6 separate regions of the Mus musculus genome follow, and regions 2, 3, 4, 5 and 6 are each linked to region 1. A link is a contact called in public HiChIP or PLAC-seq and promoter capture Hi-C data. All regions are on one chromosome and are shown on one strand. The core of a region is the stretch at or near the end of the contact, and the rest is flanking DNA. Distances in the headings are between cores, read along the strand shown.

What was found. Promoter capture Hi-C pulls out the DNA fragments that hold promoters and counts their contacts. HiChIP or PLAC-seq counts read pairs in DNA pulled down with a chosen protein or histone mark.
Region 2: an HNF4G HiChIP or PLAC-seq map of pancreatic cancer cells shows a contact between it and region 1. The contact joins the enhancer-like site here to the promoter of Krt7 in region 1. A contact is called at or near these places in 7 of 39 promoter capture datasets (the 3T3-L1 cell line, the C10 cell line, cranial neural crest and 4 more), 2 of 115 datasets of contacts at active chromatin or transcription factors (embryonic stem cells and pancreatic cancer cells) and 3 of 9 other capture datasets (adipose tissue, embryonic stem cells and liver).
Region 3: a FOXA1 HiChIP or PLAC-seq map of pancreatic cancer cells shows a contact between it and region 1. The contact joins the promoter of Krt8 here to the promoter of Krt7 in region 1. A contact is called at or near these places in 18 of 39 promoter capture datasets (3T3-L1-derived adipocytes, the C10 cell line, the HPC-7 cell line and 13 more), 3 of 115 datasets of contacts at active chromatin or transcription factors (craniofacial prominence, pancreatic cancer cells and trophoblast stem cells) and 2 of 9 other capture datasets (adipose tissue and embryonic stem cells).
Region 4: a contact with region 1 is called in a FOXA1 HiChIP or PLAC-seq map of pancreatic cancer cells. The contact joins the promoter of Krt79 here to the promoter of Krt7 in region 1. A contact is called at or near these places in 24 of 39 promoter capture datasets (the 3T3-L1 cell line, 3T3-L1-derived adipocytes, the C10 cell line and 13 more), 3 of 484 Hi-C or Micro-C datasets (bone marrow-derived macrophages, embryonic retina and embryonic stem cells), 2 of 115 datasets of contacts at active chromatin or transcription factors (pancreatic cancer cells and trophoblast stem cells) and 2 of 9 other capture datasets (adipose tissue and embryonic stem cells).
Region 5: a FOXA1 HiChIP or PLAC-seq map of pancreatic cancer cells shows a contact between it and region 1. The contact joins the enhancer-like site here to the promoter of Krt7 in region 1. A contact is called at or near these places in 18 of 39 promoter capture datasets (the 3T3-L1 cell line, 3T3-L1-derived adipocytes, the C10 cell line and 12 more), 3 of 15 datasets of contacts at CTCF or cohesin (the NIH/3T3 cell line, large pre-B cells and stem cell-derived epiblast-like cells), 2 of 484 Hi-C or Micro-C datasets (bone marrow-derived macrophages and uterus), 11 of 115 datasets of contacts at active chromatin or transcription factors (the NIH/3T3 cell line, astrocytes, cardiomyocytes and 7 more) and 3 of 9 other capture datasets (adipose tissue, embryonic stem cells and liver).
Region 6: a contact with region 1 is called in a promoter capture Hi-C map of pre-B cells, with 4 times the contacts expected there. The contact joins the promoter of Soat2 here to the promoter of Krt7 in region 1. A contact is called at or near these places in 7 of 39 promoter capture datasets (the 3T3-L1 cell line, 3T3-L1-derived adipocytes, the C10 cell line and 3 more) and 1 of 115 datasets of contacts at active chromatin or transcription factors (pancreatic cancer cells).

What each region holds. Positions count from the first base shown.
Region 1 is chr15:101,410,754-101,413,966 of GRCm38.p6, forward strand. It overlaps Krt7 (keratin 7), which reads left to right and starts at 1,650. Exons shown (of 9, transcript NM_033073.3): 1 at 1,650-2,026. The coding sequence starts at 1,721. It overlaps Gm671 (a long non-coding RNA gene), which reads right to left and starts at 1,439. Exons shown (of 4, transcript XR_384459.2): 1 at 1,350-1,439.
Region 2 is chr15:102,050,821-102,053,722 of GRCm38.p6, forward strand. No RefSeq gene overlaps it. Among named protein-coding and RNA genes, the nearest start is that of Gm41405, 7.0 kb to the left of the region's middle. Within about 2 kb of position 1,416, at least 147 of the 459 cell types and tissues checked have an H3K27ac peak or open chromatin away from gene starts, as enhancers often do. A contact at or near this core is called in embryonic stem cells, pancreatic cancer cells and second pharyngeal arch cranial neural crest, where this site is marked.
Region 3 is chr15:102,003,069-102,006,228 of GRCm38.p6, forward strand. Krt8 (keratin 8) reads right to left here and starts at 1,274. Exons shown (of 9, transcript NM_031170.2): 1 at 830-1,274. The coding sequence starts at 1,171. Gm36026 (a long non-coding RNA gene) reads left to right here and starts at 3,075. Exons shown (of 2, transcript XR_875678.2): 1 at 3,075-3,160.
Region 4 is chr15:101,939,028-101,941,897 of GRCm38.p6, forward strand. It overlaps Krt79 (keratin 79), which reads right to left and starts at 1,297. Exons shown (of 9, transcript NM_146063.1): 1 at 720-1,297. The coding sequence starts at 1,187.
Region 5 is chr15:101,975,967-101,978,790 of GRCm38.p6, forward strand. It overlaps a transcript of Krt78 not described here. Among named protein-coding and RNA genes, the nearest start is that of Krt78, 23 kb to the left of the region's middle. Within about 2 kb of position 1,570, at least 346 of the 459 cell types and tissues checked have an H3K27ac peak or open chromatin away from gene starts, as enhancers often do. A contact at or near this core is called in 3T3-L1-derived adipocytes, the HPC-7 cell line, the NIH/3T3 cell line and 13 more, where this site is marked.
Region 6 is chr15:102,149,320-102,152,496 of GRCm38.p6, forward strand. Soat2 (sterol O-acyltransferase 2) reads left to right here and starts at 1,256. Exons shown (of 15, transcript NM_146064.1): 1 at 1,256-1,393; 2 at 1,787-1,842. The coding sequence starts at 1,315. Igfbp6 (insulin-like growth factor binding protein 6) reads left to right here. Exons shown (of 4, transcript NM_008344.3): 4 at 1-193.

The DNA.
Region 1 (3,213 bases), core at 400-2,899:
ACCACTAGGCTGTGAACTCTTTTGGGGCAGGAATTTGATGGGAGGTGTGGTGTCAGGGGCTGGCAGCCCTCTGTGAAACACTTCAAAGGACATTTGTGTGTGTGTGTGTGTGTGTGTGTGTGTGTGTGTGTGTTGCCTCCACCTGGCACTGAGTGGCCTCTCAGGTTGGTCTGGGAATGTGGGAGCAGGAGGAATCTAGCTAGCACTGGAGTTTTAAAGAATGTTCCAGGGAGGGGTAAGAGGCCCAGGGCAGATGTGGGGTAGGCTCAGGAATGAGGAAGTATTTCTCAAGCCTGTGTGTGGTGGTTATAGGGGGCCGAGGCCTGGACTGAAGTGCCCAGGTACTTTTGTCTGTGTGCTTCCCAGCTCTTGTTAGACCCTCATCCTGAAGGAGCTGTGGCTGAGGGGGCCAGGACCCGTCCAGGTCAGCGCACTAGCTGTGCCCTGCTGGGGCTCAGCTTGAGAAAGAGAAGGAGCTCTTGGTGTGGGTGAGAAACAACCTCCAAAGTGGGGGATGGGTGGCAGGGGCTGTAGCAGGATGGAAAGTGGGGTGCAGAGGGGGACAAAGGACTGAGGAAGCACCTTGAGGGGTAGGGAGTCTCCTTGAGAGCTTAGGGTTGTCTACCTGAAAAGGCAAAGCAGGAAGAATATGACATTCCCATCCTCCCCACCTAGGACGCCCCTAAAGGACCAGTCTCACTGCATGGAGCCAGAGGTGGGCTAAAGGCTGTCCAAGTGAGTCTGGGAAAACTGGAAGTCCAGGAGCACTCCGAGGAGCACTGAGCACACCACCACGGGTTACCACAGAGGCCAGTTTTAGTTGATTCCCTTGTCAGGCATAGCCTAGTGGGTTTGTAAGCAGGAAAAATGAGGCAGAGCAGGGAGGAACGTCTGGATGTGAACGGGAGACAGGACACACACATGTGCATACAAATGTGTTCAGTTGTGAATCCAGACCCCCCATGCACAGACTGCACTCATATACACTCACACTAGTGTGTTAGGGGTATGAGGGCACAGAAGGGTACGCACAGCCATCCCAGGAACCCATACAGTAGTTTGAGGAGGGGGTGAGGCAAGCCCTCTGAACTTGGATGGTGGGGAGGGCGCAGTTACTGAAACAGCTCTTCCCAGTAAGGATCGTCACAGGGCCAGGTTACTCAAGAACTGAGCTGAGCTCTCCAGTAGCAGCTGGGCCAGGAAGGAGAGTCCTAGGAAGCCTAGGGCTTCCCCAGCCAGTGGGTGAGGGGTTTCAACTTTCAGCAGGAGCTAAAGTTTGTCAGGCACTTCCTTTTGTAGCACTTGGCTTTCCTACTGGCCTCAGGAATCTAGGTATTCACTCCTCATACCTGCTCTAGGAAGCCTTCTCCTGCCAATTGTAAGGTGGTCTCTTTGCGGTCCAGAGATTTCTGGGCTGTGGGTATCTTGGACAACTTGCCTGAGGTGTGGGTGTCTCACGACGGCGTCTCGGCCTCCTGCAGACACTTCCCGAGTGGACGAAGAGCCTTGGGCGGCGGCTGGGGGCGGTGCGAGGGCAGAAGGCAGGCGGACAGGAAGGCCCTGGCTGCAGAGAAAGGTGGCCAGCGGCCAGCCCCGCCCTGTCCCCACCTGTGTGCGCTCAGCCTCCGCCCCGCATGGAGGAATAAAAGGTCGCAGACTGCCTGAGGTCAGGGAGTTCGCGCTGCTCCTCGCCTCGTCCAGCCAGCTGTGTCCAGCCGCTATGTCCATCCACTTCAGCTCTCGCTCCACTGCTTACCCGGGCCGCGGGGCTCAGGTGCGCCTGAGCTCGGGCCGCGCCAGCTTCGGCAGCAGGAGCCTCTATGGCCTGGGCTCATCAAGGCCTCGTGTGGCCGTGCGCTCCGCTTATGGGGGCCCGGTGGGCGCTGGCATCCGCGAGATCACCATCAATCAGAGCTTGCTGGCGCCGCTGAGTGTGGACATCGATCCCACCATCCAGCAGGTGCGCCAGGAGGAGCGCGAGCAGATCAAGACCCTCAACAACAAATTCGCCTCCTTCATCGACAAGGTGAGACAGCCTCAGTCGCACGGTTCTTTCCGGCCACGCCTTGCCCTGGGAGGCTGGTGTAGGTCTCTTTCCTCTTGTGTCTTCGGTGGGCTCTGTATAGTACTTCTCCTTACACCCTCCTTTAGTCTCCAAACTCCGCTCTGCCAACAAATGGCCTTGGGCCCCTCCCTTTCCTCAAGGACTCAAGGATTGCCCCCAAGTTCTCTCCAGCTTCCATAGTTGACTGGTCTCGGGGGATTTGGAGCCACTTTGTAACAGGTGTGAGGCTAGGAGCTCTGGAGGCCAAGGCCAGCAGTTAGTTCTTTGGTGTCTGGGTCCCTTTCCCTGGGAGGAGGTTGTGAGGAGTCAGGAATGGGGTGGGATGACTCCTCCTTTCTCCATGGGAGAACTTTGTATCTGAGGTAGATGCTGAGAATAAAGGCCTGGCGGAGGGAGGCTTCTGCCCTACTTACCTGCCCGTTCCTCTACCTTTTTTGTTGGTAGGAGGTAAGGTTACCTCTGCCTTTGCAGATGGCTCTGTGGGAGACTGGGACTTGGGAGAGGGGCCCTTTGGAAGGTATCTCCCTGGCTGTCCATCCCAGTCATTCATGGGCATCTAGGAAGCTGAGGCCTGCAGTCCTGCCTGTCCCTCTGGCTAGGACCAATCCCTTGCTTCACCGTCTCCCTTCCAGTCCTCCTGCCTGTACCGTTCTGTCCCAGAAATCCTTAAAAGAAACTTCCCAGACTGCTCTAGCCCCACTTCCTGCTCTATGCTGAGCTGTGCCATCCTAATCCAGCTCATGATTCCTCAGGCTGCTGGTTTCAAGGGCTTTTCTTGCCTCCCACCTTCAGGCTGAGATAAGAGGAAGGAGAGAAGATACTGAGGAAGAAAGAAAAATTCCAGCGTGGAAGGAGGGGCCAGTCCAGTCAGTCCCCTAATACCCTCTCACCCCCAGCTTCAGAGAAGAAAGGGGCTATTTAAGGGGCAGAGGTAGAAAATACCATTGAAGCAGAATTGGCTAGGAACAGTGTACTCCACTAAGCCAAGCACATCAACTCCATGGCTTACACTTGAAATAGGGTCCTAGGGATGAGGGGTAAGCACAACTAGTGGGCACATGGGCTCTGCTGCACAGTGGTTCCAGACTTTTCAACATCTGTGGTAGTAGAGTCTGGCCCCTCAGGTTCCTCCTCTTCCACACCCCTCC
Region 2 (2,902 bases), core at 166-2,665, 640 kb after region 1:
CCTGACGAGAGACTTGTTTTCCTAGCATGATGTTTTTGCAAGAAGCCCACCACACGCTGATAACATCTTGGTTTTCTCCTACACATCCTGGACCTGTGGTTACGTGTCTCCAGCTGCACTCCCTGACTTATGCTTATATGCCCATAGTTGCCTTTCAATAAAAAGACTTGAGACTTGATCAGATAGCCTGTCTTGTCTCCATTCTTCCAGTCTCTTGTTCCTCAGTCCCCACTCTCTCTCTCTCTTGCAGACACCATTGACTGACCTGCGGACCAAGAAACCGCAAGTTAAGAGCATTCGTATCAACATTCCAGAGGACCTGAGTTAGATTCCGAGCACCCACCTCAAGTGGCTCACAACTGCTTGTAACTCCAGCTCCAGAGCATCTGAGGTCCTCCATGGACACACACACACACATACACACACACACACACGGACACGGACACGGACACGGACACACACATGTGACACACACATATAAACACATATACTCATATACAAGATGGCTCAACAAAGGTGACTAGTCCCAAGTCTGACAACCTAAGCTCCCTCCAGGGACCCTCGTAGTGGATAGATTCCCAACTGCTCAAGTTTGTCCTCTGACCTCTATACATGCACCAAGGCCTATGTACACAGACACACACACACACACAAATAGATAAATGTAATTTAAAATGTTTAATAGTAAAAATGAAAATATATAAAGATTTTGTATTTATCACATACCCCCAGCTTGTGAGGCTCGAACTTACAGACTTTGTCAAACTATAACAGAATTTGTGTTTGAGACAGGATAGCTTGCTCCCTAGGCTGGCCTTGAACTGGCTATGTTACCAAGGAGGACCCAGAACCTATCCTCCTGGTTGCGCATGCTGGGGGTGGGAGGATGGGATTTTCATTCGTGTGCCACAAGATTGATTTAAAAACAAAAAACAAACAAACAAACAAAAAAACCCGACCCTTACATGAGCACGCACTCCAAAATTATTTAATTCTTCTTTGGGTAATTATGATAACAAAGAGCTCCCACGAACTTTTCTTGGGAAATTGGTGTGGGGTTGTTGGAGCGCAAGACTCGAAGGTTCTCTCCAGTCCAAGAGCTATCTGGAAATCAGAAGATCCTTCCAGCTAGGGACTGTCGGGAAGCGAAGAAAGGAGGCGCAGAAAATGTGCCCCGAATTCCAATAGACTCAATGAGACCAGGAGCCTGGAGTTGCTGAGCTGCGGCAGCGGGGGGGGGGGGGGGGCGCGGGGGGGAGCGCGGGGGGGCATTTGGATCACGGCATCCATGCGCCACCTTCTGACTACAGAGCATGCGCAGCTGAGCCGGGAGGCAACCCGCCCACCATGCACCCCGTACCCAGAGTCCCAGGACGCGGTGAGGCAAAGGGAGGGCAGGCAGAAACGCGGCTTCCCCACGCGGTTTGGGTCGGGACTGACTGAGCATGGCGCAGAGCCCAGGCTGCTCTTTAAGCAGGTGCGCCCTTCCAGCCCCGCGGCCTCACTCCAGCTCAGCTTGGGTTCAGCACCTTTCTTATCGATCATTTTGGCAGTGGCTCCCACCTGGGCACAAGCCCGTTTTCTCTTCCAGTTCCTCGTTGCCCCTCAGCGGCGCCCAGCCAAGAGTGGGGCTAGTGAGAGGTAATCCCATCACTTCCACGTGTAACCCCAGCACTTCAGACAGACAAGTAAATCTCAAGAGCTGCCTGGCCACCCAGCCTAGTCAGGCAGCTCCAGACCCTGTCTCAGGAAACAAACAAAACAAAACAAAAAGCAAGTGAATGGGCTAGAGAGATGGCTTTGCTTGGTGGTTTTGAGCACTTCTTGCTCTAGCAGAGGATCCAGGCCTTAACCCCAGCACCCACAACTTTCTATAAATCCACTTCCAGGGGATCTGCCACCCTCTTCTGACCTCCATGTGGTGAACATACATACATGCAGGCAAAATATCCCTACACACAAAATAAGTCTTTAAAAAGTGGAGGAGGCGGGCTGGAGAGATGGCTTAGCGGTTAAGAGCACCAACGGCTCTTCGGAAGGTCCTGAGTTCAAATCCCAGCAACCACATGGTCTGAAGACAGCTACAGTGTACTTACATATAATAAATAAATCTGAAAAAACAAACAAACAAACAAAAAGTGGAGGAGGGTAGCAAGTCAGGCTGTGGTTGCTCATGCCTTTAATCCCAGTACTCAAGAGACAAGGCAGGCGGATCTCTGTGAGTTTGAGGCCAGCCTGGTCTACAGAGCGAGGTCTAAGACAGCCAGGACTACACAGGGAAACCCTGTCTCAAAAAAACAAAAACACAAAAAGAGAACATTGACTCCTAGGGAACAAAATTTGAGATTGATCTCTGGCCTCCATATAAACATGCATACAGGGCTGGAGAGATGGCTCAACGGGTAAGAGCATTGACTGCCCTTCCAGAGGTCCTGAGTTCAAGTCCCAGCAACCATGTGGTGATCCACAACCATCTGTAATGAAATCTGACGCCCTTTTCTGGTTTGTCTGAAGACAACTACAGTGTACTTACATATAATAAATAAATAAATCCTTTTTTAATTACTTTTTTTGGTAAAATGCATAGAAAAAAGTAAGGTATATCAGGTGAGAATATATCTTGTGTGAAAAAACAAATTATTATTCTTTTATGAAAATACATATGTGTATATTGTATATACATACATTTGTATATTTCATTTTACTTTATGTGTATGAATATTTGCCTGCATGTGTGTTTATGCACCACATGAGTGTCTGGCTCCTGATGTAAGTCAGAAGAGCGTATCAAATCCCCTGAAACTGGAGTTACAGATGGTTGTAAACCAGTATGTGGGTGCTGTGAACCAAACCCAAGCCCTCTACAAAACCAAGCCGTCCTAACCATGGAGTCATCTCTCCA
Region 3 (3,160 bases), core at 24-2,523, 590 kb after region 1:
CACGAAGGCCACTGTGCCACAGGACTGCAAAACCTGGCCTGGCTTTCGGCTTGCAAAGGAACCAGGCAGTTGGGGCGGAGCCACCGTAGAAAGAGTGAAAGGGGTACAAGGGCCAAGCTCGCAGAGGGGCGTGGGTAGGCCGACGCTATCTGAGGCCATAAACTCCGGTCTTAACAGGTCGTGAAACAGGAGCGGAGTGTCCAACGCCCGCAGACTTTGAATCTCGCACGGGCCTTCCCGAGGCGGAGCCCTGAGACTCACCCTCCCCTCCACCCCACCCCACTCCTGGTGGAAGGGCAGACCCAAGACCTCCGCCCTGGCTCTACAGCGGCCCCGCCCACTGGAGCAGGGCAGGGGCCGAGCAGTGACTCAGCCTGGAGCCCCCACTCTCTAGCCTTGGGCACCAAAGACCTCCATATGCGTTTGTCGGGTTCAATCAAGACACCTGAAACCTTCTAAAATCCTTACACCGCCCTCCATTATTTAACAGGAAGATAGAAAAATACACAATGCACGGGGCACCATGAGGAAACCTTGGGGCAGTTGGGGGCGGGGGGGCGAGGGGGCGTCCCCGCCACCAGAGAGCAAAGCCACAGGGAAGGGACCAGGCCCTCCAGTGAATGGGAAGGTGCTCCAAGATTTAGTCACAAGCACTTCAGACCCTCTGGGCCCAAGCCAAAGGGTATGAGAGAAGTAGAAGAGAGTGTGGCCAGAATGGGTGGGTCCCAACAGGAGCTCATGGGGGGTGCGAGGAGAGATGTACGCATCTCTGTGTCAGCAGAAGAAAGAGCGAGCGCAGGACGGTTAGTCGGGAAGAGAGGGGTCTCACCTTGTCAATGAAGGAGGCGAACTTGTTGTTCAGGGATTTAATCTGCTCCTTCTCCTGAGTGCGCACAGCCTGGATGTTGGGGTCCACCTCCAGCTTCAAGGGGCTCAACAGGCTCTGGTTCACCGTGACGGCTGTGATGCCCCCGACACCAGCCCCGCCAAAGCCGCCCAGACCCACGCCGGTGCCCATGCTTCCCCGGAAGCTGCTGCTGCTGCTGCCCACCCGGGAAAAGCTGGAAGAGCTGATGCGGGCACCGGGTCCACTCGTGAACGAGCGGCTGCTGAAGGCCCGGGGACCGGAGGTGGACATCTTGTAGGATTTCTGAGTCACCCTGATGGACATGGTGAAGTCTGGAGCGAAGGCAGTGAGCTGAAGACGGAGGTTCGAGAGCGAGCTAAGCAGCTGCTTCTAGACGGTGGGACAGCGCCCAGCGAAGGCCCTTTATAAAAGAAGAGGCCAGCCCCAGGGGAGGGAAAAGGGCCTCTTACCTGAGTGGCTAGACACTAGAGGGCAGGGCCTAACCCAACGTCTGCAACCTCCAGACGGGACTCAGGTGAGGGCAGCAGAGAGCTGTTCCCACCCGGGATCCCTCTCCAGCCCCACCCTAAAAATCCAGGAGAGAGCAATTGATCCCTGTGAAGGCAGGAAGTGAGCCTGGGATCTCTGACCTAAGCTGTCTTATCTCCTGCCCTCCTGTGAGAACTACTTGGGCTGAAAGGGTTCCCAGGCATTTTAGTTTAAAACACTGGGTCTCAACTCAACACAGGCAAGCTACTAGAACTCACTAGAAGTTGAAACTCAAGGAAGGTCGGAAGGGCCCTTCCTCGGGAGTCACGTAACAGATATGCTGTAGGTTCTCCACCAGTGGGTTGCAATCCCTCTAGGGATAGAGCTATGTTTTCCCAGAGGTGACATATCAAATATCCTGTGGTTCAGAATCTTGGGGGGGGGGGGTCACAACCCCTTTGGGGGTATAAGTACCCTGAAGCCTAACCAAAGCCGGCACCGGCCTTTACCAGCCAGCACTAGGACTGAGGGTGTGCCTCATCCACCACATCTCTGGCTGGTCTCTCCTAATACCTCCAAGAGACCTCCTTTAGGTGGAGCTGGCCAGGCTGACCAGCAGGGCCCTTTCGTTCCCAAGCTCCTGTTTGCTTTGTCTGCCCAGGTTACAGCTAACACCACTACCCCACCCCGCTACCTGTGCAGCATCCTGCACCCATAGGCTGGCAAAGGGGGGTGGGAAGGTAGGTAGATATTTGAGGAATGAATGAAACACAGGCTTCTAGCTGTCTTCTCTCTTGTGCAAGGTAAAGAGAAATCAAACGCAGCTCTTCTCTCTGGACACAGCACAGTATTCTCCTTTCCTACCCAGACCCGAGAGAATTCCCCAGACCAGACAGAGGCCTCGAGGAATAACAAAGACTGAGGGACAGAGGCCAAGGCAGAAAAGGGAGACCCCAGAGAATAGAGGCACAGGGGCTTTGTTGCAATCGCTTCTTTGGAGACACCTTCCCCAGGCTGCCAGGGCAGTGACTCATGGTGCCTTGGAACGGGATGGCCCTGCTGGTGGTGACTCATTCTCCAGCCACCTGGACCCTTCTCCTCTGCCCCCGGCCCCAGGCTGGCCAGATGTGATGAGGATAGTACCCTGTCTCCCTGCACCTGTCTCTCTGAACTCATTATCCCATTATCAGAGTGAGTCAGGAGAACAAGCTGGGGCACAGCCTGCACCTGTGAGAGGTTGGAGACTGGGGAGCAGAGCAAGGCCCTCCAGGCCTGGGTGGAGCAAGCAGGCAAGAGGTTTGGGTCCCCAAGGCAAAGATTCCACCTGCAATTAAATTACCTGATGGGTTGGGCTCTCTGGAAGGCACTTCAGGGTGTGATGTGGGGATTGGGTGGATCTCAATTAAGGAAACCAATAGATGACAGATATCCAAATTCCCTGGGGAACTGGGCGGTAGCAGACACCACCCCATAGCCAGGGAAAAGAGTAAGCACCTACTAAGAGAACTGTCTATGGATTCCGCCCCCCTAGGAGAAACACCCAGGACTGCTCTATGGGCACATATAGGCAAAGGGACAGAGACCCAGGATGGGCACATATATGTTCCTGCCAAAAGGGACAGAGACCCAGAAAGTCACCCCTAGAGACACACAGACATGTTCCTTCCCTACACGGCACACCTCTCTCCCTCTTTGTCTGAGAAGCCACCCCTACCTGTGTGTGTGTGTGTGTGTGTGTGTGTGTGTGTCTGTCTGTCTGTCTGTCTGTCTGTCTGTCTGTCTGAGGACACTTCCAGAAAGACCAATCTAGAAATCCCCAAGGAT
Region 4 (2,870 bases), core at 47-2,546, 530 kb after region 1:
CACGAGAAAGGAGGTAGGGCCCTTCTGTGTTAAAAGTTCAAATCATGGAGTTATGCCTCAGCCTGATCTCGCAGCCTAGGCGCAGAGCCAAGGTACACAGTGCTGAAGGAATGGAGCAAGAAATGAGAGAGGTGGTAGCAGAGTGATCCCAGTCACCCTGTAGGTGAGACGGGGATCCAGAACACTCCCAGAGTGTTCAAACTGTAGGGTGGCCACCCTCCTCGTGGTAGCCGGAAGGGGGAACCAGGCAAGGGAGGGCAAAGGGCTTCCTCTTGCCCTCCAGGTTCTCAATGTGCCTGACCCCGAGGCTTCTTCAGCTGGAGAGGACAGACAGAATTCCAAGGCTTCAACCTTGGATGGTTTGTGGAATTCCTGAGCCGTGCACTGTTGCCCACAGCTATAAAATGACTCAAGTCATCAAAGGCCAACTCCCTGACAGGAACACTGAGGACCACACATCTTTTAATAATGGGGTAAGGCTAATGCTTAGCGGTATAGGAAAGGCTCCAACACAGGTGGGCTGGGCCTCTCATTCACAGAAGGAACCCCGGCCAGCAGGTTTTAGCCCCAACCTCCGACAGGCAGAAACCACCGTCTCTGTTCATCACCCCACCCTGCACATCTAGAGCACATGGTAAAAACTGCCTTTGCCCAGACCACCCCCCATTAGAGGTTCAGCTTCCACCCCACTCCACCTCACCCCGGTTTTGCCCACCCACCTTATCAATAAAGGAGGCAAACTTGTTGTTGAGGGTCTTGATCTGCTCGCGCTCCTGGGTGCGCACCCGCTGAATCTCGGGGTCTATCTCCACATTGAGAGGCGTCAGCAGGCTCTGGTTGACAGTGACTTCCTGGATGCCCCCGGGAGGACAGACTGGCCCAAATGTCTGCCTGCTAGCCCCTAGGCCCACATAGGCCCCACTGCCAAAGCCTCCTAGTGCCCGGCCAGAGGAGGCCCCACAAGCCATGCTGACGGAGATATTCTTGCCTCCCAAGTTGTAGAGGCTCCGGCTGCCAAAGCCCCCGGAGCTGGACCCAGAGCGGACCCCACCGCCACCGCCGCTCCCCCTGGACATAGTCACTGAGCTGTAGCTGGTTCGCATCCGACTCCCACCACCTCCGCTGGCTGAGTTAGAGCTGAAGCCTCCTTTAGTGGAGAAAGTCTGCCTGGACAAAGAGGACCGCATGATTGTCAGCGAGAAAGCAGCTGAGAGCAGGAGGGAATCAGCCGGAGTGAGCTACTGAGCCACCAAACACCTTTTTATCTTTTCCCAGCTGGGCTGGCCCTGGGTTCCATGCACTCCAGCTGTGATTACCACAGGTGAGAGGGAGGGGCCGGGGGGGGGGGGAATCTCCTCTCCCCCAGGATGTGGGAGGGCCTCGCCCAGCCATCACTGAGACTGAAGTGCTGCTCCTGAGCAGAGACTACTTGAGATGGGAAGCACCCCACCCCCACTCCCCCCACTCCCACCCCACCCCACCCCGTAAGCCCTCCTCACTTGGAACAGGATGATAGGGCTCCTACAGCTACCCTCACCACCCAGTGGCTGGCTTGGTCTCCTCCTACGCAGCCCTGATGGCCTGCTGTCAATGGGGCTCTGTTTTGTGGGGTTTGTCCCAGGGCCTTGTGGTAAGCCAAGGCCCCAGGGCCCAGTGCTGTGCAGGTGGCAAGGGAAGGTGCATTGGGCAACGGGTTGTAGAGAGGGTGCCCAGGCCTGCTCCAGTCCCACCCTCCCAGCCCACAGCCTCCTGTCTCTTGGCAGGTCCAGCGTGGGGGGCACAGGTGACAGTGCAGGGGTGGAGCAGCTACTCTTCTGTCTACACTGGCAGGTGTCTGCTGGGTGGGAACCCTGTGTGGGGTAAAGAGGATCCAAGGAAGAAAGGAGGGTCCCTGCCCAGCCATAGGCCTGGCTGAGCACACAATGTGGGCTGGATGGCTTTGACTCTAACTAGACATAGCAGAGCACACCTATATCCCAGCACCCTAGGGGTGAAGGTGGGAGGGTCAAAAGTTCAAGGTCACCCAGCCTCAAAACCAAAAAAAATGAATAAATAAAAGGACAAAGAAAGAAAAGGAATGCCCTGTCACCACAGGCAGGGTGTCAAAGCTTAGGAACCCAACTGCTTTTCCTGGGGCTGGAACTGTGGCCACCCCTAAGCTCTTCCTTGGTGGACCTTTCCCAGTGGGGCCCAGACATTTTGGAATACTGAAAATGCACATGTATCCAAGAAGCCCCAAGTGTCTCATGCTGTACCCCCATAACCTTCTCCTTTCCTGACCACAAGGACTCCACCTGCTCAATTCAGAAGAACAGGACACTCCTGATCACTTCACACCGGCCTCCACTCTCTTCCCAGTCAGGCTTCTAGAACCAAGCACAGCCCAAGCAGAGCTGGAGAGACTTCAGGTACAGGATCACAGATAGTGGGAGAAGACCTTGAGACTGCTCCCCACACCCCCTCGCCTCTCCATCATTCAGCAAGCAGAGGGCAAAGGGGCAGAGACTGGGTTGAGGCAAAGATGGAGCAGTGTTGGCTCTGCCAGGCTAAAGCTCGGATCCCAAAAGAGATGCAGAAGACCCCGGTGAGGATGGTGGCTTCTAGGCTCCAAAGGAAGCTGGGAATCTTTCCCTGGGGCCACTGGGATATTCAAGAGGCTCCTGTTCACTTGAAGCATTGAACCCAGCTCCTAGCAGTCGCAAAGAGCCACAGAAGTAGCCCCTTAATGCCACCAAGACTCCTTGGAGTTAAGGACACCAGGCATCTGGGAGAGCTGGTCTGAAAGACCAGTTCTCAGTGACCTGTGTGCCTTTGGGACACTCTCCACCTCTCTGAACCTCATCTAAGCATAACCCACCATAGAAGTCCTT
Region 5 (2,824 bases), core at 320-2,819, 570 kb after region 1:
CAGAGGACTATCAGGGAAAGAGCACCTCCGCAGACCCCAAACCTACCCAGAAAGCTGTCAGGCCCTGCTAGCAGGGTACACACTGGGGGTGGGGGTGGGGGGATAGCCTAGGGCTCAGTTGTCACAAGAGGGTGTGTCCTGCTTTTAGGCAACAGTGGAGAAAGGATGGGGTGACTGTTCTTGGGGACAGAGGAGGGCGTGTCAGAAAATGAAGGCGTCCTGACCCTGGGGCTGAGTGGGAGCCAGGGCAAAGCAGGCACCGCCCAGACGCTGAGGCCTCCTGCCCCCGCCCAGCTGGCTGCTGGTTCCCATCACACCCTGGGCAGTAAAACTGGATTTTATGATTGCTGTGGGGGTTTCTGCTTTCCTGGTTTGGGGGAGGGGGGGTTAGTTGTGTCTGCAGATCTGTGCAAATGTATCTCTATTGATGTGTATCTGAACATGTGTCAGTGTCTGAGGTTCTTCGTGGGGGCGTGTGTTTGTGTCTTCATGGGCTGTGTGTTTGTGGGGCTGTGTCTGTGTGAGAGAGAATCAGACCTACTGTTTCTTGAGGATTTGTAAATTACCAGACACTTTATCTTCACAGTAATTTACAGTTTAAAAGAAAGAAAAAAAGAAAAAGAGAGTCTTCTGTCTCTTCCTGTGCTTGTATAGAGTATATGACAATCCAGGCCTGCCATCTACACTTGCCTGGGCCTCTGTGCTGATGAGCCTGTGTGTATCGGTTGTGCCAAGGCCAAAGCCTGGAGAAGGTTGGCCACTAGAGCCAGGGTCACTAGAGTCTTAGAAACATGACCTTCTTAGTACCATGACTGTTTTCTGAAGCAGAAAGTAGTCGGTAGTGTGGCTGTCTGGGAACAGAAAACTTTGGCCAAGGACACTGTGCCAGGGTTCAACCAGCACAGACTGGCAAACAGAGGAGTCTGCCCTCTTTGAGAAGGTGCTGGGTACCCCAATGTCACTACCTGGAAAGAACCCAGAGGGACACTGTAAGGGCTCAGAGCTCCCATTTGCGGCAGAGCCTCCTGGGGAAGCAGGCCCTAACCAGCAGGTGTCATGGGCACAGTAAGGATTCAGAGCCCCCTTGATCGGCAGGGCCTCCTGAAGGTGTGTGGTAGCACTAATCACAGGTGTTGTGGACACTTAAGAACCCAGAGCCCCCATGTGGGGCAGGTCCTCTTGTGGACCTGGGGTGGCCCTAACCAGCAGGTGGCGTGGGTACAGTAAAGACCCAGAGCCCCCCCTGCGTGGCAGGGCCTCCTGGGGACCTGGAGTGTGGCCCTGACCAGTGGGGTTTGCAGCAGGAAGGACTATAGAAGCTGCTCTCTCCTCAACTCCTGAGCCCCACGCTGCTCCCCGCAGCCTCCATGGGGAAGCAAAGTCCGCAAAAATCCCAGGTTGCCAGGGTCGGGGGTCCGTCGGGGGCCAGGGAGCTGGAAACTGGGCGGCTTGCAGCCAGGGGGCGTGGCGGCGCGAGCCGGGTGGCAGCCGCCCATTGGCTGTGCCCGAGCGCTCCCACGGCCGCTGGGGCCGGGCGGCGCCACCGCGCCCGATCCGGGTGACTCACCCGCCGCCGCACCCGGCCCTGGCCCTGTGCCCGGCCTCTTCCCACCCCGGCCCGCCCGCTAAGCCGGGCCAGCCTGAGTCAGCAGGGAACCGCCCAGGGGTGGTGGGGGTGGCGGATCTGGACCTCTGGAACAGTTTGCCCGCTGGGGGAAGGGGAGAGCATAACTTAGCCTTGGGGGCTAAGGAGTTTCAGTGGCTATGGAGAGTGGGGAAGGGGGCTTCAGTTACTTTGAAATGGGTGGTGTTAGGGTGCTTGTACCAGAAGTACTTTGTCTACCCCCTTGAGGTTTGCAGGCATTACCATGGCAGGCCCAGAGGACAAGCTGGCTTTCTGGAGTCTACAGGTTGTTCCTTTGTGGCCACTCCATGGCCGGGTGGCCAGGGCACTTGTAGGTCGTGCCAGATTATATTCCATAACCTAGGCTCAAGGTGTTCATTCCAGCCCCATGGCCAGCCAGTCCTGCAAGACTCCAAAGCAGTCTTGATGTAATCTCAAAGCGCAACAACAAGCGATCATTAGGAAGGAAAAGAACCCTCAACTGCCCTGGGTACTCAAAACCAAACCCTGTGGTACATTTTTGAACATCCTACCTTCTGAATGGAATAATCAACCAGGCACACCTCACAGAGGTCAAACTCAGCTAGAGAAGGTGACTGTCCCAGGCCACACTGAACAAGAGAAGGGGAAGTCTAGCTTGAACCCAGGGCCACCAAGCTCGACAGCACAGCTCCTTCACTGCCTTGGTTGCACAGGTTCCTAGCTAGTGGCAATCTGAAGCCAACCCATCACACTACAGCAAACTTAGGGACACCACCGTCAGCCTTACCCAGGGTTTTCATGTCCAAGCGGAGGGAGGGAACAGAGTAGGGGACAGAAAGAAGCCATTTATCAGTTCATGTGGGCTTTGGAGGGGCTGACAGGGTGTGCCCAATCTCCAGCTAGGGAGGACACAGTCAACTCAGCTCAACAATGTGTAGGGGAAAAACACACACACACACACACACATGACTACATCAGTGTCTAGAGGTCATGTGCAAGTACAATATACACATTCGTGTTCCACAGGACACACAGCTGTTTTAAGAACTGTTAGGAAGGTTCCAGGCTAGGAATACAAAGTGAAACCCTGACATGGGGAAGCAGGCACCAAGCAAAAAAAAAAAAAGGAGCTTGGTGGGTAAAGTGCTTGCTGCTTGCTGGCAACCATGAGAACCTGAGTTCAGATCTCCAGACCTCAAATGAAAACCAGCCACAGCA
Region 6 (3,177 bases), core at 6-2,505, 740 kb after region 1:
CAGGACGCCAGCAGGAACAGGGGGCTGTCATTTGAGCTGTATGTGAAGCAATGAATAACTCTGTGCCCCAAGACCCACCTTCACGCCCCACCCCATTGTCCCTGTCACCCTTGGGCCTTTACACAGCTAGTTAGAAAGATTGCTGTTGGCTTGTGTACTAATAAAACAGTATTGGGGGGGTGTCTCTGGCTTACGTCTCTGCGTCTGTCTCATTCAGATCTGGGGCCTCGTGCTCACTGTCTCCCATTGGTCATAGTGTTTCTACCTTCCCTGCAGAGCACAGCCAGCCTCTTCCATTGCCCTTGGAATACAGTAGACTGCCACTGCCACAGGCAGCAAGCCCTTTCTTTATCCTCACCCGGATACCCACCCGGAGCTCCCTTGTGGGACTGACTGAGATCCTGGCCTCAGTCCGAGATCACAGTGATTACAATCTTGCTTCTATCACTGACCTCTGGACTGATGGAGGAGGAGGATTAATAGTTAATCCCCAGCAGGAATTTGCCAAAGTGGAACTCCCAAGGCACTCACCTGCCCTACTGCCTACCAGAAAGAAACAAATGTGCTCAGGCTCTGTATGGTTTATCCAGACTACCTCCAGACTACCTTATTTGTGCTGGCAATCACCTGATGACGTAGGGACATTTTGTCCCATAATTTTTTTTTTTTTTCAGAAGAAGCTTAAAAAGTTTGGTCCACTTTCCTGAAGTTACATAGGTAGGCAAGGCAACCCCTGGCGCTATTTACTGTTGAATAAGTGTGTGTCTGCCCTTTCTGCTTATGTGGTAACCCAAGGTGTAGGGAAGAGCTGACACTGAGGGGCCTCGACCATCACACATGACACAAATAGAGCTCCTGACAAAAATATTGTTGCACACACATGTCACTACAGGCCTCATCCTGTGCCCTCAGAAAAATGACTACAAGGTACACGAAGATGTTTCTGGTCCCTCCCTGACCTTCAGTCTTGGTAGAGAGAGCCAGGAAGAGCCAAGCTATGTGATAAGCCTCGGGGAAGCAAAGTCCCCCTCACAACCTGATGCACAGACTCACTCCCGAAAGTGAAATAGCAATAGCGTGAAGCTGATCATAGTGGTTGTGGTGAGAGAGCTGTGAAAGCCACAGGCAGGGCCAGAGTATGAGAAACACTGCCTGCAGATAACCTATCTAACCCTCAACGGGGCTCCGGAAAGGACTTTAGTCCCTGGAGTTGTCAGATCTCTGAGTGGGACACAAGCTCTGTAGGTAGATTGAGAAAGAAAGAAAGGAAGAAGACAGACAACAGCTGTGTGCTGTCCGCTCTACACTGGCACCATGCAGCCAAAGGTGCCCCAGCTTCGGAGGAGAGAAGGGCTGGGAGAGGAGCAGGAGAAGGGAGCCCGTGGAGGAGAAGGTGAGCCGCCCTCCCATCCCCCACGCTCCAGACACTCAGGCGGGCCTGAGATGGGTGTGTGTAAGAGCTAGCCGCTAAGGCCACTTCCTTTCCTCTGGCTGTTCTGGGAAGCCAGAGAAGGCAGTTTCTGCCCTTTTCCCCCCAGCACGCGGACTGGCAATGGAGAAATGTTCAGAGCGTGGTTTGGCCTTCATTAGGGGTGAATGGAGTACTTCCTTGTTTTGGGTCCCCTGTTTCCAGCAATTGCATCAGGCTCTTTCTCGCCACTGTGTGTGTCACTTCCCTGGCTAGTGGCTCTACCCACGATTCTAAATATTGACTGGGAACGGAGGCTGTGAGCACACAGAACACCTAACTCCTCCCTAGTGAGTCCCCTTTGGTTCTTCCTCCTAGGGAACGCAAGGACACACGGAACCCCAGACTTGGTGCAATGGACTCGACATATGGAGGTGAGGGATCACGGCAGTCATAAAGGACAGGCTGGGGATGTGGCTAAACTTGTAGAGTGCCAATCTACCTGATGCGCAGCACCACATAAAACTGGTGTGATGGCAACTGGTGTGATGGCAACTGGTGTGATGGCATACAGCTGTAATCCTAGCACTTGGGAAGTAGAGACCAGGTGATCCGTAGTTTGAGGTCACCCTTGGCCACACAATAACATCCAAACCAGATTGGGCTACAGAAAACCCTGTCTAAGAAATAAAAAGTAGCCAAGGCAGTTGTGGTACATGCCTTTAATCCTAGCACTTGGGAGACAGAGGCAGGCCTGGTCTACAGAGTGAGTTCCAGGACAGCCAGGGCGACACAGAGAAACCCTGTCTCAACAAACAAACAAACAAACAAACCCCCCCAATCATTATTTATCTAAGATTTATTTATTTATTTATTTATTTATTTATTTATTTATTTAATGTATATGATACACTGTAGCTGTCTTCAGACACACCAGAAGAGGGCATCAGATTCCATTACAGATGGTTGTGAGCCACTGCTGGGAATTGAACTCAGGACCTCTGGAAGAGCAGTCAGTGCTCTTAACCACTGAGCCATCTCTCTAGCCCTATTATTATTATTATTATTATTAGTAGTAGTAGTAGTAGTAGTACTGTGTCTATGTGTGTCTGTCTGTGTGTGTCTGTGCATTCCTCTGTGTGCATCTGTGTATCTCTCTGCGTGTGTGTGTGTGTGTCTGTGTGTATATGTCTGTGTGTGTCTGTATGCGTGTATCTGTCTCTGTGTGTGTCTGTATGTGTGTATCTGTCTGTGTGTGTGTATGTCTGTGTGTATCTGTGTGTCTGTATATGTCTGTGTAATTTTTAGAAGTCAGCTCTCTCCTTCCACTGTGAGTTCATGATCAAAATCAAGTCACAAGGTTTACATAGTAAATTATTTTACCCACTGGAATATCTTAGCAGCCGCAGCTTTTGTATAAATATTCAAAAACCTCACTTAAATTGTCTGGTAACATTGTTTGGATAATGCCAACCTAGATTTCTTTCCCCTATCCACAATTTTTTTTCAATTTTTATTAGATATTTTTTCATTTACATTTCAGATGCTATCCTGAAAGTCCCCTATACCCTCCCCCTGCCCTGCTCCCCCACCCACCCACTCCCACTTCTTGGCCCTGGCGTTCCCCACACACACACACTTAAGATAAATAATCTGTTAGGTTTGCTTACAACTATAAATTAAAAAGAACTGGGCTTGAGCCGGGTGTGGTGGCGCATGCCTTTAATCCCAGCACTTGGGAAGCAGAGGCAGAGGCAGGTGGATTTCTG